Linked DNA regions of Gasterosteus aculeatus: region 1 is linked to region 2. The links are chromatin contacts, called in public Hi-C maps. All regions are on one chromosome and are shown on one strand. The core of a region is the stretch at or near the end of the contact, and the rest is flanking DNA. Distances in the headings are between cores, read along the strand shown.

The links. Hi-C and Micro-C count contacts between places; a contact is called where the count stands out from the background.
Region 1: a Hi-C map of skeletal muscle shows a contact between it and region 2, with 2.3 times the contacts expected there. The contact joins two enhancer-like sites. A contact is called at or near these places in 2 of 6 Hi-C or Micro-C datasets (skeletal muscle and tail fin).

The regions. Positions count from the first base shown.
Region 1 is chr15:16,328,291-16,335,287 of fGasAcu3.hap1.1, reverse strand. ccdc88c (coiled-coil and HOOK domain protein 88C) reads left to right here. Exons shown (of 31, transcript XM_040199257.2): 27 at 39-128; 28 at 618-722; 29 at 1,433-1,570; 30 at 1,776-2,014; 31 at 4,093-6,120. The coding sequence ends at 4,866. It overlaps LOC144388409, which reads right to left. Exons shown (of 3, transcript XM_078089524.1): 2 at 6,620-6,997; 3 at 6,350-6,482. The coding sequence ends at 6,631. Among protein-coding and RNA genes, the nearest start is that of LOC144388409, 9.2 kb to the right of the region's middle. Within about 2 kb of position 4,282, at least 5 of the 9 cell types and tissues checked have open chromatin away from gene starts, as enhancers often do.
Region 2 is chr15:16,294,940-16,302,477 of fGasAcu3.hap1.1, reverse strand. It overlaps dglucy (D-glutamate cyclase), which reads right to left. Exons shown (of 15, transcript XM_078088988.1): 6 at 7,386-7,536; 7 at 6,977-7,099; 8 at 6,657-6,902; 9 at 5,249-5,366; 10 at 4,911-5,053; 11 at 4,709-4,808; 12 at 2,814-2,962; 13 at 2,541-2,660; 14 at 1,844-2,004; 15 at 430-1,327. The coding sequence ends at 1,166. Among protein-coding and RNA genes, the nearest start is that of dglucy, 9.1 kb to the right of the region's middle. Within about 2 kb of position 4,762, at least 1 of the 9 cell types and tissues checked has open chromatin away from gene starts, as enhancers often do.

The DNA of each region.
Region 1 (6,997 bases), core at 3,033-5,532, 33 kb before region 2:
CCAAGACAAATCCTTACGGTGCTGTGATTGGTCTACAGGGTTGGCTGACAGGGGCCGTGGCGTTTACCGCAGCAGTACGCCAGGGGGCAGCAGTGACAGTGTCAATGGAGACGATGGACTTGGACAAGGTAATGAAAATGCCTAATGACGACTAACATTCTGCAAAGATGTTGTGGATCCAGCAGAAAAACTGAGCTTGCTGATGAGTGTGGAAGGTTTCGGCGTTCCCAGAGTAATTACGGTATAGCAAAATATAAATTTAAATATTATTAATGGCATAAAATATAAGAATTGTACAGACTGTACACATGACAATAAATATACTGGAGCCCTCCAGTGTTTCACTCGGTGTCACTGCTTGGTGCGATTGTGAAGAAGGTGATTGTTTGACCGTCAAAACCTAAAGTGAGAATCATACAAATATATTGTGTCCTTTTTCAAAAATGTGTGCCTGTAAAGAAATGCTTACATCTTAAAGTTGAAAGGGGATATTTCTATAGTTTATTACTTATATTAATCTTAGTATGTAATGATGATGAATGATATTATAAAAACCGAAAGATATGTTCCCTCTTAATATGAATAATTCATTTGTTTTACTCCTGGCTGCCCCCCAGGTCAGACTCATGCAGCTCTGAGCTCAACTCCCAGACATCCATCACCCTCATTGGGCCCAACTAGCAGCTCCAGACAGGGACAAGGCCTCAGCCGCAGGACTAGAGGTATGCACACTATTCATTCTAATACCAACATCTAGGGCTGTGCGGTATACGGGTATAAGGTTTCTGTATGGTATGAATTTCTCACGTACCGTTCATACCGGTGTTACGTCATAACCACTGACGTTGCTCTTCGGCAGGCAGCAGATTTTATTTTTACACGTCATCCCAAAGCGCCCAGTGGCCGGAGCTACTTGTCTTACGTGTGTTGAGATTGAGTCATGGTTATAACTTCATAACAACAATGAATAACCCACAACAAACACTCCAGAGAGACCAGAGATGCACCAACACAACTTGTGTCCAAGAGAGGAGCTGTGTCTGTTTGGAGGGTTTTTGGTTTTGGAAAATCCAACGTGAGTTACGTTTAAAAAGTTATAAAACAATTTATTGCAAAGTTTGTCGAGCCTCTGGTGGCAACACTAGCAGCCACAACAAGCTACCACGCCAGCCAGTTGCGAGCAAGTTGGCCGGCGAACAGCTGTTTGCAGCCACAACAAGCTAACACGGTAACAAGCTAACTGCCGTTCAGGTAGCCACGGTCCTCTTTGCGATCAATGAATTTGTGTTTACTTGAAAACAATATTGTGATATACCACGATACCGTCAGAATCTTAATACTGTGATATTGATTTTTGGCCATACCGTGCAGCCCTACCAACAACCCTTCTTCAGTGTTTGTTTATATTATAATGGTGCGTGAAAATGTACAGGTCTATTATTTGATGAAGACTCTCGCCACAACTCCACTGACTCCGTGTCTGGTCAACATGGCAACGGGGGAGGACGCCCAGGGTCTGCAGACTTCAGCCACAACACCTCCAGCTCCAACTCGCCTGTCAACGGCAGAGGTCCGCACACACGCACACACACACGCACACACACACGCACACACACACACACACACACACACAGCTGTTCAGTGGTATACTGTGGTATCCTGGTAGATAGATAATAAAGTGACATTATCTGGTCTCTATACAGCTCATGCATGTTTTATATATAATATTCCTCAGGTTTCAGTCTGTAATAACTCAATATTTCTGACTGTCTCAGACTCAGCAGATCGTCAGGCTCGCTCAGCCAGCATCTCTAGTGATGACGTCATGGGTCTGAGCCAATCACAACTGACACTGTCACGTAGCTCCACCCTACCATACGACCACGCACCACAGAGAGCCCAACCGCAACGAGAAGGCGGGGTTAGGACAAAGACCCGCCCATCATCCCCTGGAAGTGAGATGGTGTCGCTGGAACAGTTTCTACAAGAGAGCAACCAAAAGTCCCCTCCTATGGTAAGAGTCATATGCATATATTATGAAAGGCAGGTTTGCTAATATGTTCTGTATGTACACACATGGAAACAGGTACATAGACTCAGTATCCACCTCGCTCTCTACACATCTCATCCCTGAGACAGTGCGTTACCCTACAATTAAAACATTGTAATACTAATACAACACATTCCTTGCCTCTTCTGTGGTGCATTTTAGTGCCAAATGGGTTAAAGACCACGGCCTCACAGTGACTAACAAATACTCACCAGTGAGACGAGACAAATTGTTATTACAGGGCTCCCACGGGTGTGTTATTTCCATTGGAGAGGTATCTGTACAGGTCATGTCAGGCATTATAATGCGTGATTGGGGTGGAAAGTAAGACATTACAGATAAGTCCCCTCAGAAAAACGGAATGTGTTTTTTATGAGAATAAAATTCCTTGCCTATGATTATGAATGAATCACTCTCAATCTTAAACCCATCTTGAAGATAATGGTTGATGTGGTGCATGTTGGGATTAATATGAAAGCATAAACAAGGCAATGTTATGATGGAAAGGAGCCGTTGATGAATTCTCCTCCGAGCCTCGAGCCCCCGCAGTCTGCTGGTGTTTGTTTGGTTTTGAGCGGGTCATTCATCACACATAACACTCACCGGACAGCCATGAGACCCCTTGAAGGGGTACCACAAGGAACCTCCCGGCTCCTTGTGTGAGACTGTATGGTGCAATCGTGCAGTTAAACTCAAGACAGACAGGCAGGCAGACAGAAAGAAGAAGTCCTTTCTTTTAGTTGGCTGTTGTTTGCTGAATTGTTATTAGTCTGGAGAAAAGCCAGTGAAGCATTTGTTTTCTTGGGTCAGATATTTGCCGTACTGAGAGGAGGTTTGACTGTTTCAGGATAAAACAATCTTTAAGGATGATGACATAAAGGAAATAAATTTAAGCTCTTGAGTTCCATCGGACCGCTCAATGCAGTTCTGTTGGACTGTATGTCATTTCTTCCTAGAGTCACATATTTGAGGTTACGCCAGCCTTTGATCAGTTAATAAACAGCCTTTAATGTGCTTCACCATAGAGCACATGAGTGGCCGTCCAGAAAAGTGAGGCTTAAATGACGTGTTAGTCATTGTCCAAATTCCTGAAGTAATACTTTCCACCTCTATCCACCAGCTGTGAGGGAGACTCCTGCCTACAAATCAGAAATTTCATTTCCACCTGTCATCAGTGTTCAGACCGTGAGAATATCGCTTAATGCCGATCTGCTGTTTCATTAAAAGAACTGTGACGCCCATCATAATTCTTATTCATCGATGACACCAAAAACAGTTTGCTAATGACCTTGCAATAATTTGTTTTCTTGCAAGAAAAATCGACTTGGGTGAAAACTGTGTTCCCAATCCCAATTTTAGATTTTTTGCTTGTTTAAAAATGTGTTTTTACCAAAATAACATTTTGCTAGCTGTTTAGCTGAATCTCATTGGCGGATGTACTCTGCTAAATGTTTTTATAATACAGTGTTAATACTGGGGGGGCGGGGGTCATCTCTTTTGAGCCATATTCTGGGAGGTACCACATGCTCCATATTCCCAATGTTTCCCTCAATCCAACTACCACAAAGCATTTTACACACACAAAACAGGGCCAGGCGAAGTACTTGTCCAACGGGTTGCTGCTTTACGGGGCTCTACAACTTTTCTTGACAAGGTTTTACGTTCCACGTCTTATGGCACTTTCCCCCAACACATGTTGAGTTCAGTCTGCTTTAGTTCATTTGACAAAATTAAAACGCAGCTGTAACAAAACAAGTTACTGATATTTTTTAAATGGTTCCCGAAGTTCCATGTGATTACAAAAGCCTACAAAGTCCACAACGAGGTGGAGACATCCGTCCAATGTCCAAAGTTGGAGACAGTCACTGAACCGAGTAGCGTACCATACTAATGTGTCACACAGCAGCTATGTCCGTAATCAATCAGTATATACAGACGGGTAGTGGTGTGTGACCTGTCATCTGCTGTGTCGTTAGATATCGGAGTCACTGAACCTGTGAAACCAAATTTCCCTTATTTATTCTTTCATCTTTTTTGTCTAGGTGTCAACAGGAAGCAAGGAGGACTTAATGACGGACTATTTCACCAGAAGTCCCGCCTCCATGGCTCCCGCTGGTAGAGATCAGGTGACCCCCACCAGCTATGTCACGCCCACTGTGCAGTCGTCCAACCAGAGGCCAGGCCAAAGCGTCAAACCCTCGCCCCGGCAGCCTGTAGGCCAATCCCCGGTCTCCGGCCAGCTCGTCACCCAAAGAAGCAGCCAATCACTGAGCAGGGCTTTCAGCCTCGCCTCAGCTGATCTCCTGCGCTCCAACGGGCCAGACGGTTTCCGTGGAAATGAAGGCCAATCAGATGTGGTCATTCGGAGACAAGGCGGGGGGGCTAGTGCAAGAGAGCGTCCGCTCTCTGCTCGACTGGCTGGCCCGACCAATCAGCATGGAGAGGGCAGCTTCTTGAATCCGCCTATTCATCATTCGTCCTCTCTCAACCTGCAAACAGAGAGGCAAGCAGAGAGAGAAAGAGAGCGAGGAAGGACACCCGTCTCTCGAAACGGCCCCACCTCGTCCACTACCTACCACCACCGCGGAGAGGTCGCCATGGTAACCCCAGTCAGGGCTGTGCCAGCAACGCGGCCTGACGAAGCCTCTGAGCTCGGGGAGGTGTTAATGGAGGGGCAGTTGGGTGACTCCTCCCACTTAAATAAAGAAAGCGCGACGGCGGGGTGTGTCTCTGTGGAACGCCCAAAGAGCACGCCTGCTTCCCCTGACCCCAACGACGACCCTCAGACTGTGTGGTACGAGTACGGCTGCGTCTAAACACTGACTCTAATGAACCTCCCTGGGTGTGGCTGTGTCTAAAGACAGAAACCAAATGCTCAGACTACAGTCTGCTGTGGCTGAATCCAAACCCGAGCAGTCTGTCTCTGGACTGCGTTTTGTACCGTGGCATGCATTGTGGATAAGAGATCAATCGTTGATAATCTTCCTTAGCATTCAGACATGAACGCCGCTACACTATAGACGCTTTCTGAGATGGCTGCAATTCATTTGTCTGCTGTTTTATTATCGCCCCTGTTTTTAAATTTAAATTTAAATGGAAATCTGAAGTCTCACAATCCAGCACACGTAAAACCTACACGAGTTCGCGTCCTCGATGCAGAATACTGAATGGCTTGGTCTATGAGCTGGAACTCTTTTGACCTTTTGGCCCCTGAGAACGTTTACCTGGAGGCCAGAGAACAGATCTTCCTCACCGAGAGAAGTGGTTTGACTGAAGCGAAGGCGACTAGAAGCACCAGAACGACTGAATGTATTAGATTTCTCCTCCTCTGTTATCCTGAACAAACACTGGAAAAGAGGAGAGAGAGTAGGAATGGACTTGAGGGAATTGAACCAGAGACTGTCGATGCAGAAAGGCGGGGAAAGGTGAAGAGCCAGAATTAATCAGGAGGATGGATAGATAAACCGGGCCGGAGGGGAGGTGCTCATCCCAGTTAAACTACAGTCTTCTCTCTCCATCTTTTAGATTATGTCCCAGCATGCAACACTCTTAACACTTTACTGGAAATGTTGCACATTGTGAACCAACAGTAGTTTTACTTACACACACACACACACACATGGATACATAATGATATACACAGACAGAGAGGAGCTGTCCTTCAGGGGCTTGGTTGTTGAGTTGGACTTTGTTTACACACACACGCCACTGGGTAAACCACTGGGTTTTGGTATGGTGAAGTGCCCACTGCACAGGGAGACACTGGGATCGGGAGAGTTACTCTGCACTTTGGCAATAGAGGTTTTATGATGACTGAAGTGTTTGTTTGTAAACATGATTGTGTTCTCATGCTATGATGGTGAATCATGTTGTGCTCCTTTCACTCAGTCCGACGCTTTGATCCACAATGGAGCTCTGTAGAACCATAGAAGACGCTGAGTATTTCACCTGTCGACATAACTCTTGTATTTCACCTGGTCTGTATCTTCAAGGTTTTTGTTTTGATGTGACCGACTTGGGACAACCGTTTTACATTTTGTGTCTTTTACATTATATGTGCCTTGTAACTTTATGGGAGGAGAAGCCTCTTCCTCTGAACCTGCAAGGTGCATTATTGGAGGGGTGGGAACACAAGTGCCCCCATAGCCGAGTTTGTTTTGTCTCTGATTTAATACGTCTGAATATAATCATTTTTATGGTGTTGTTAGGGTTTGAATTGAATTGCTACTTGTAATTATTTGAGCAACAGTTGTGGCAATCCACGGGTGTGGGCAAAAAGAATCTGCTGGGAGTCACGAGTGGTTGCACAAAAAAGGTTTGATTTATTTCTAAACGTCCAAACAAAAAGAAAAAAAAGCCAAAGTAAGTTCTTCCTCTTTGGAGGGTTTGGGTCCTTCGGTCCCGCTCGACGGTCCAGCACTCGATCTCCTCACTGCAGGGAAAACAGAAGAAAAGTCCTTAGGGGTTAACGCATATGTGTTAGCGCAGGCCTCGGCCTGACGTCAGCTCCTACTCACGTCTAGTTCTCCCTGGCTGTTGGAACGGTTGGTCCTTTATAGTGGGGCTCACCTTCATCAGCCTCATGAGCCGCAGCTGTGCCGCTCGTTGTCTCCCGGGGGGGGGGGCGGGGCGTATCCCCTTTTAGTCACCTGACCTTGGTGCTGATTGGTGCTCCTAGGGACCTGCACCCGTGGGTTGCCACAACTCCCCCACCCCAGCAGAAAGCCGGGACCCCGCCGTCCCGCCCACATACAAACGTCCCGCCGGGACAGTGCATCCGCGTTAGCATGTTCCTTCCCTGGTCGGTGCTCCACCGTGAATTTATAGTCCTGGAGGGTCAGGAACCAGCGGGTGACCCTGGCGTTGGAGTCCTTTGCCTGCGCCATCCATTTCAGGGGGGCATGGTCGGTCACCAGGGTGAAACTCCGCCCCAGGAGGTAGTAGCGA
Region 2 (7,538 bases), core at 3,513-6,012:
TCCTGTGGTGGTTGTTGACAAATGCTCTCCATTGATCATTGCCTTATTGAGAAAGCTGGTTCCCATCAGACCAACAAAGCTATTTTCCTTATATTACCTCCTTCCTTATAGAGTGTCACTGGCACGTCAACCTTTTGCTTGTGGACGAATGGATGCTTATCGTTGGCATTTGGGAGAGGGCGGAGCAACAGGGTCGGGTACCATTAGCTGGTACCTCAGAGGTTGTCACATCAACGCTAGCTTGGTTACCAAGGTGCGTCTGTACTTCACGTTGAGATATTAAGTGGGAACTCATTTTGACTAGCAAAATCTATAAAGTTGTGCATCTTAAAATGGACCTCTGCTTGGTTTGCACTAATCAAAAAGTACTACGTATGAAAAAAGAGATCAACTGTTATGAAGGTGCACAAAAGATCACTGAAGCTCCAGAAGGAAAAACACGTAACATTTAATAAAATTTTTGCAACAATGCTCTGCAGAAACATACACTGTCCCTGGAATAGTACTTCATAAGGTGCTTAATAGGCTTCATTTCATTTGCATACAATCAAAAAAGAAGGATGTCTATTAAATCCTAATATCCCTCAGACTGCACTCGGAGTAAAAGCGGAGTAAAATGTTTGCCTTATATGTACTGTATGTATGTATATACATATCAAAAAAACACATCATTAGTGCATGTAGCCTCTAGATTTTTAATATTTTTCTCAACAGAAAGGAGAAACTCTTTGAAAAGCAGCCAAGTGAAGGAAGTGCTCATCACATTACATTAGTCAGTGAACCCAACATTTAACAGTTCTATAGATCTAGTGATGTCTGTGACATCACAGTTATTATCACACCTTCTAGTTACTGCATCAACTATATTTATATACAAACAATCAAAAGAATGAGAATAGCAGTTAATTTGTTCAGACAGAGAAATAAGCCCTGATTTTACTTTGCTTCCTCATCATTAGTCAAGGAAGAGGGCTGAAAGGTAACCAAGGAAATCACACACAAACACGCACGCACGCACGCATGCACGCGCGCACGCGCACACGTGCACACACACATCTTTCCATTCTGTCCTTTCTCTCTTGCTTCCTTCTGCTAATCTTAAAAGAGAGGAAGCAGAATGTCCCCTCCAGTCTGGACATTGCTGAGAATAAACAGGAAAAGTGGATCAAGGGTTTGGGGTGGTGCAGCCCAGTGTGACCTCCAGCAGTCTGGTGATGATGTCGGAGTGCGTGGGGTGAAAGGACAAACCATCCACCTCCATGGCCAGGTGACCAGTTTTCCCGCTTCGTATCCCAAAACGCACCAGAGTGGAAAGGATGGACTCCTCCTGGAGGAGGAAGAGAGTGTGATTGTGTGTGTAAATGGAAGGCCAAGATGAGCAAGTTGTGTTCATCCAAAACACAACATTCAAAACACATGCATCCTGTATTCCCACTCCTTTCAGCCCTGTTCAGGTCTCCACCAACTCCTGAGGAAAATGGTTGGTGTTGGGCAGGTAGTGGGGGAGGGGAGCGAGGGTCTTTACTCACAACGGCTGGTGCCAGTGTGCAGGTTACAAACAAGCAACTATAACCACAGTATATATATATATCTAAAACACCTGGTTTTAGTCTGGGTTTATAGATAATAATTGTGATGTGTTTTTGTTGTGTCGAACGTATGCACTGTCCCTCTAACCCCTCCGCTTTAAAAGAGTATTATGTAAACCAAGAAAGTACATATGAACCTTTTAAAGATCTTAAAATACCAATTATATATAGCATATATATTATAAATCTCAGAAAGAAATCTTCTTCAAGAGATCATCTAGAAAGCTGTGTGTGTAGGTGTGTGTGTGTGCCACCTTGTCCACAGATGGCAGGTTAGCGGTCCAGTCCTGCAGCTGTTCTTGGGGGGTTGCGTGCTCCACACCCAGTCCTCGGAGTCTGTATCTCTGGTGGGAGGGGCAGGTCTGGAGCAGGTAGAGCCCACAGGCCACAGCATATCCTCCCCAGTTGGACACCCCTTCATGAGAGGGGTTAGGGGGGGCAGGTAAACCATAGACACAGGCTTATCCTTACAAGGGGAAATCCAAAGCTTTCTCACTGTGTAATTGTAGTAGTAAAAAACAAAGCCACTAGCAAGTGTGCGTGTTTTGCTCAGATTAAGGTCAGGTGGTAAAGTCTTTTGTGTGTCTCATGATCTTAAACATGGCCTCACTGTAACAGCAGTGATGACTGAAGCTGTGAAGCTGAAGATGTTGTGAGATGGTAGAAGAGTCGGGTCAGTTCAGAACTTAAATGAGTGACAACCCATCTATACTCGTTGTGCTCTGTGTCTATTGTTGACTGTGTGAGTCTGTATGATTTGTTTCCCCACTGATATAGTTCTGCCACCGTGGAGCTTTCTGATCCATTTGGTACTTTTTGTGGGACAACAAGGAGAAGCCAGGCATTCTGTATGTGTGTCTGACACAGCATGAGCATTCTGTCCTATGGCATGTGGTATGGAGTACATCATATTGCAGTGCTGACTGTGCAGCGTTTAGGATGATGGCGTACCGGCAGTGACGGCGTAGTCTGCAGGAACATCACAGGCTATCAGCCCCCCGTTGGGCATCATGGTCCTCACCTTGTCCCTCAGTCCGCCCATCCCCAACTCATTACCACCATCCCCGATGCCTTAGGTCAGAGAGAGGAGCGCCTCAAAACACAAACTTTCTAGACAGCGGCAACAGCGAAGGGCGTGTCAGAACATGTTTAGTGTTTTAAATCTTTAAATTATAATAAAAAGGTATTATGAGGAAAGGGGCATGGAGACAATGGAAGTGTTACCTGTAGTGATTATTCCGGCTATGTCCTTGGCAGCAATAAACAAGTTATCAATGGGATCCACCAGATGTTTGATGTTGACTCCTCTCATGTTGTAGTAATTTCCATCTTTAGCACGTCCAGTGCGCTCTATCGCCACCAGGTGGTCGTACCTGGTATCACACGAACAAGCACAGTACACCAGATGTGTTGGGAACACTAAATAATGTTTTACATTATGTGTCATTTAGCTGACGCTTTTATCCAAAGCGACTTACAATAAGGATACAAACTCAGAAGGACAAGAAACAAGAAAGTGCAATATCACTAACTAAGCCGATTTACAACTCGCTATAGATAACAGCCTCTTAATCTCAAGATCAGTCTACATCTTAGGTCGACTACCAGCACTTAGTTTTTGCACACAACGCGCCCCCCGTTTTAGCATGTTTATCTTTAAACTTTATATATATGTATGTACTGTGAGGATAAAGACCTTTGAGAATCCTTGTATGTTGTCAATGTGTCTCCTGTTTGCAACCATTATTTAATAAATGTCCTGTTTAAATATTTTACACTGGTGTTGAGAGAGGCCAGGATGCGCTGGAGGAGAGTGACAAGATGCTTTTTCTAGCAAAACCGGGCTGTGTTTTCTTCATTATGAGAGAAAGCTTTCAACAGTCTCTAGTACCTACTTACTTAGTCGGGCTCATCAACAGAGCCGGTCCCCCACTGACTGACTATAACATTCCACCGGTCACTCCCCTTCATACTGCACATGTCACTTTAACTGTAATTTATCACTTTGTCGTCACTTTGTTACTTGTTCGCTAGTGCACTTTATGCTTAATATTTTTAAAACTTTTTTAATATTTTAAATTCTTAACTTTAACTTTATTCCCTTGTTTTATACTAACCCATAGCCTTATTCTACTAACCCATTGCATTAGCATTTCATTTGACTTTATTTTATTACTTGTGCACTGCTGGTGGAACTTCATTTTTTTTCATGTAAATTGCTGGAAGGGAATTTCTTTTTTTCATGCTTTAGAACTGAGAACTGGAGACTGAAGTTGTGATGTTGACCTAAATTCATACAGAGATGATGAAAACATCTCATACGTAGGTATAGTCATAATCCGTAGTCCCCGGAGACTGAGAAATATACAATAGGTTGTTATATTCATAATCCGTGGTCCCTTGGGACTGAAAAATATATAATAATAGGTTGTTATATTCATAATCCGAAGTCCACGGAGAATAAGAAATAGATATTCTCCATAGTTTGTTGAGGACGGAAAATTATTGTAAAAAGTGTTGTGTACATATAATGTGTATATATATATATATATATACATACACACATACTCATATATATATATATATATATATATATATTTTATATATATGGCTCTATACCCATATGATGGGAGAAAAATATGTGTGAATGGAGCTTATAAACGAGCCCTTAACAAGGGGGGAGACAAGCACAAGTGAATAATGAGACATGTGACATCATGTGATTCATCCTCCTCATATGTTTTCCAGCGTATATTTTTGTGAGTATACAGATGAAGTGATATACGGGAGAGGACCCTCCTACGCGTGTTTTTAACCCAACCCTAATCCTCTCTCTCCAGCCTTCATCCGCCTGTCTCGTCCTCTTACACCCCAGTCCCCATCAAACCACAGCCCTGGTCCCACACAGGCCGAGGCCAGACCTCGGGTCTGCATTGACCAAAGCTATGAGCCAGCTCCCACCAGCACAGGCAGAGTGAGTGGTAAGCAACAAATACCAGTACAGGGAAAAGATTGAATTTCCAATGACAAATGAAGGCCGTCCTTCTTCTTTTCCTTCTTTAAAAAAGCACAACAAGCCCTTTCATTATGTTCTGATCCTCAAGGACAGGTCGGCTCACCTGGGCTTGTTGGGGTCTCCATGGTGACACAGGAAGTGTAGGGCAGAGTCTGGGCCGCTTTCTTCAAACGTGACGATTGGAATTGCAGTTTTCAGCACACCTAAGGGTGGCATTACAGACTATCGAACCAAGACAGAAACATTTCATTTCAGCAGCAATGATGAAGGACCAGGACACGACTGGAGGTCCATCTCTTCCCCACCTGTCCTCACTGCTTCATCAACGATGGCCCGGTTCATCTCCAAGGCTCTCCTGTCCGTCACCATTGTCACCTGTTTCCCTAGAGACAACAGCATGGTCGCCATGGCGATGGCTCCAGGCGGGCCGTCAGTCTCGTCAGGGGGACTAAATGTGAAACACATTTAGGAGCCATGTTTTGAGGTTCCTGTTTCAGACGCCCTAACACTTAAAGGATGAATCCAAATATTTCACTATAATGTGTTGAAAGAACCCGTAAAAAAGGAGTGTGACAACCACTGCTTGACTTTGTATGTAAACGTACCTGCGTCACAAGGGTATGTGTCTGGTGCGGGTACCTACCTTTGCATGTGGTGTGTTGGAAAGCCAGTTGTTATAGCAACGGAGTTGGAGTGCGAGAGTGCCAGACAAGAGCGCAAAAGTTCGTCCTGAACAAATAAAGCTCTGATCCCTCGCTGGCCTGGTTGAGAGAAAAGATACAGACTCACATCCACATCCATCGAAGCTGCTGCTGACAAACGCTGAACCCCCCAACATCCCGCTGCCAGCGGAGGTATGGACCCCCCCTCTAAGCTGAATAACACCTTCCAACATCATCACTTCACACGTTGGGTTAAAATGTTCTGGCTACTTCGTTTAGTAGTTTGGTTTATAATCTAAAAGGCTGGTGTGACGTCAGGCGGGACTGACTCGAATAAGCTTTTGTGATCATTACATTAAATTACAGGTCATTTAGCAGACGCTTTTATCCAAAGCGACTTACATTACATTTTTAACCCGTGGCTTTTTACAATTTTGCCCGGGGAGCAATTAGGGGTTAGGTGTCTTGCTCAGGAACACTTCAACTTGGGACATGGGGGCAGCTGGGACTCGAACCACCAGCCTTGCAGTCCCCTGCGCCACGACGACCCCACAAGGTCAAGATCACGAGGTAAATGGTACAAGTGATGCGGTGTAGCGACAATGTTAACATACTGATGCTCTCATCATCCTGCAGTTCTCCTACAGAGCCAACAGGTCTGTAGACGATGCTGTCAAAATGGCCCTCCACTACATTCTCCAGCACCAGGAACCTACGCCAGGATCCGGTTTGTGGACTTCAGCTCTGCTTTCAACACCATCATCCTGTCTCTGCTGCAGGACAAACTCTCTCAGCTGCAGGTGCCCGACTCCACCTGCAAGTGGATCATAGACTTCCTGTCCGATAGGAAGCAGCACGTGAAGCTGCTCTCCCTGTACACGAACAGCTGCACCTCCAGTCACCAGTCCGTGAAGCTCCTGAAGTTTGCATCAGCTCCATCACCAAGAATGATCAGCAGAGGTTGTTCTTTTTGAGGCAGCAGAAGAAATTCCACTTGCCAAAGACGATGACGGTGCACTTCTACACTGCCATCATGGAGTCCATCCTCTGCTCCTCCATCACCGTCTGGTACGCTGCAGCAACAGCCAAGGACAAGGGCAGGCTGCAGCATGCACTATGTTGTCTTATCGGTTTGGTTGTCCACTGTCTAACTATCTGCTGTTATGCACCAACCAAGTCAAATTCCTTGTATGTCTAACATATTTTGGTAATACATGTTCCTGATTCCTGGTCCTGATCCTGTTTAATATTAATTTAGCAAAGAATAGTTATTTGGTCTAATAAACAAATTCTGAATTTGACCTGATGAGGACACATCTTGACAGCCTGTAATAACACAATTCCAATCAGGAAAACATCCCAATGACCTCACTCCTTGCACGTGTGTACCTGGGTCCTCTCCAATAATTGTCTCCAGCTGTCTGATCTTTGCCACGGCCCTCTGAGATGCCAAACTGAACAGCAAGGGATTGTGGGATATCTGGAAGCAGCAGGGAAACAGTTCGGCGTTGGGATTTGTGGAGGGCTCGCCATCCACGGAGCTTTCGCTGGGTTGGTGTGGAGGAGAAGGGGGCGAGTCTGGGATGTCAGTCAGGAACATACAGCCTGGGGAGTGACTGAATGCCAGATGAGGCTCTGCAGAGGGGCGGAACACCAGGTCATGAGACATGAAACGACTATGAGCAAGTTCAATCCAGCATAACGCTTACTGCTGCAGAGTATTGCTTCTATAGCGGTCACTCCACAGGCCCAGAACACAGGGACATCTCCGGGCAGCAGTTGGACCGGCTCTCCGTAGTCCGGTGTGGACAGGTCGTGTATGCCAAGGAGAGCTGCACACGCACAGAGCAAAGTTATGTGAATCATAATACATTCTATCGGTCGGTGTCGATAGACGGTGATGGTTGCTGGTGTGAGCGTGTCAGCGCAGGAGGTCAGACAGATGATGATGAGAAGTCTGTGGAGCCAGGGGAGGTTCTGAAGGACTGGGGTCATGTGATCTCCGGTGGAGTGGGCTGAGTTCTGGATGCATCGTGGTGGTGCGACGAACGGGATGCTGTTGCAATAGCGCGGTTTGAGCAGTAATGAAGTTGTAAACGGAGTAAAATGTGTGTGTACCTGGGTCTCCGATGTGGACAGGAGCTCCATGAGCAAGCGGGTTGAGGTGAGTGACCTCTACTGCTGCGTCCAGCATGGCGGCAGGAACAGGACGCATTGTGACCACTAGAGGGCAGCTGAACAGTCCTGCAGGAACACAGCGGACAGCAGTCT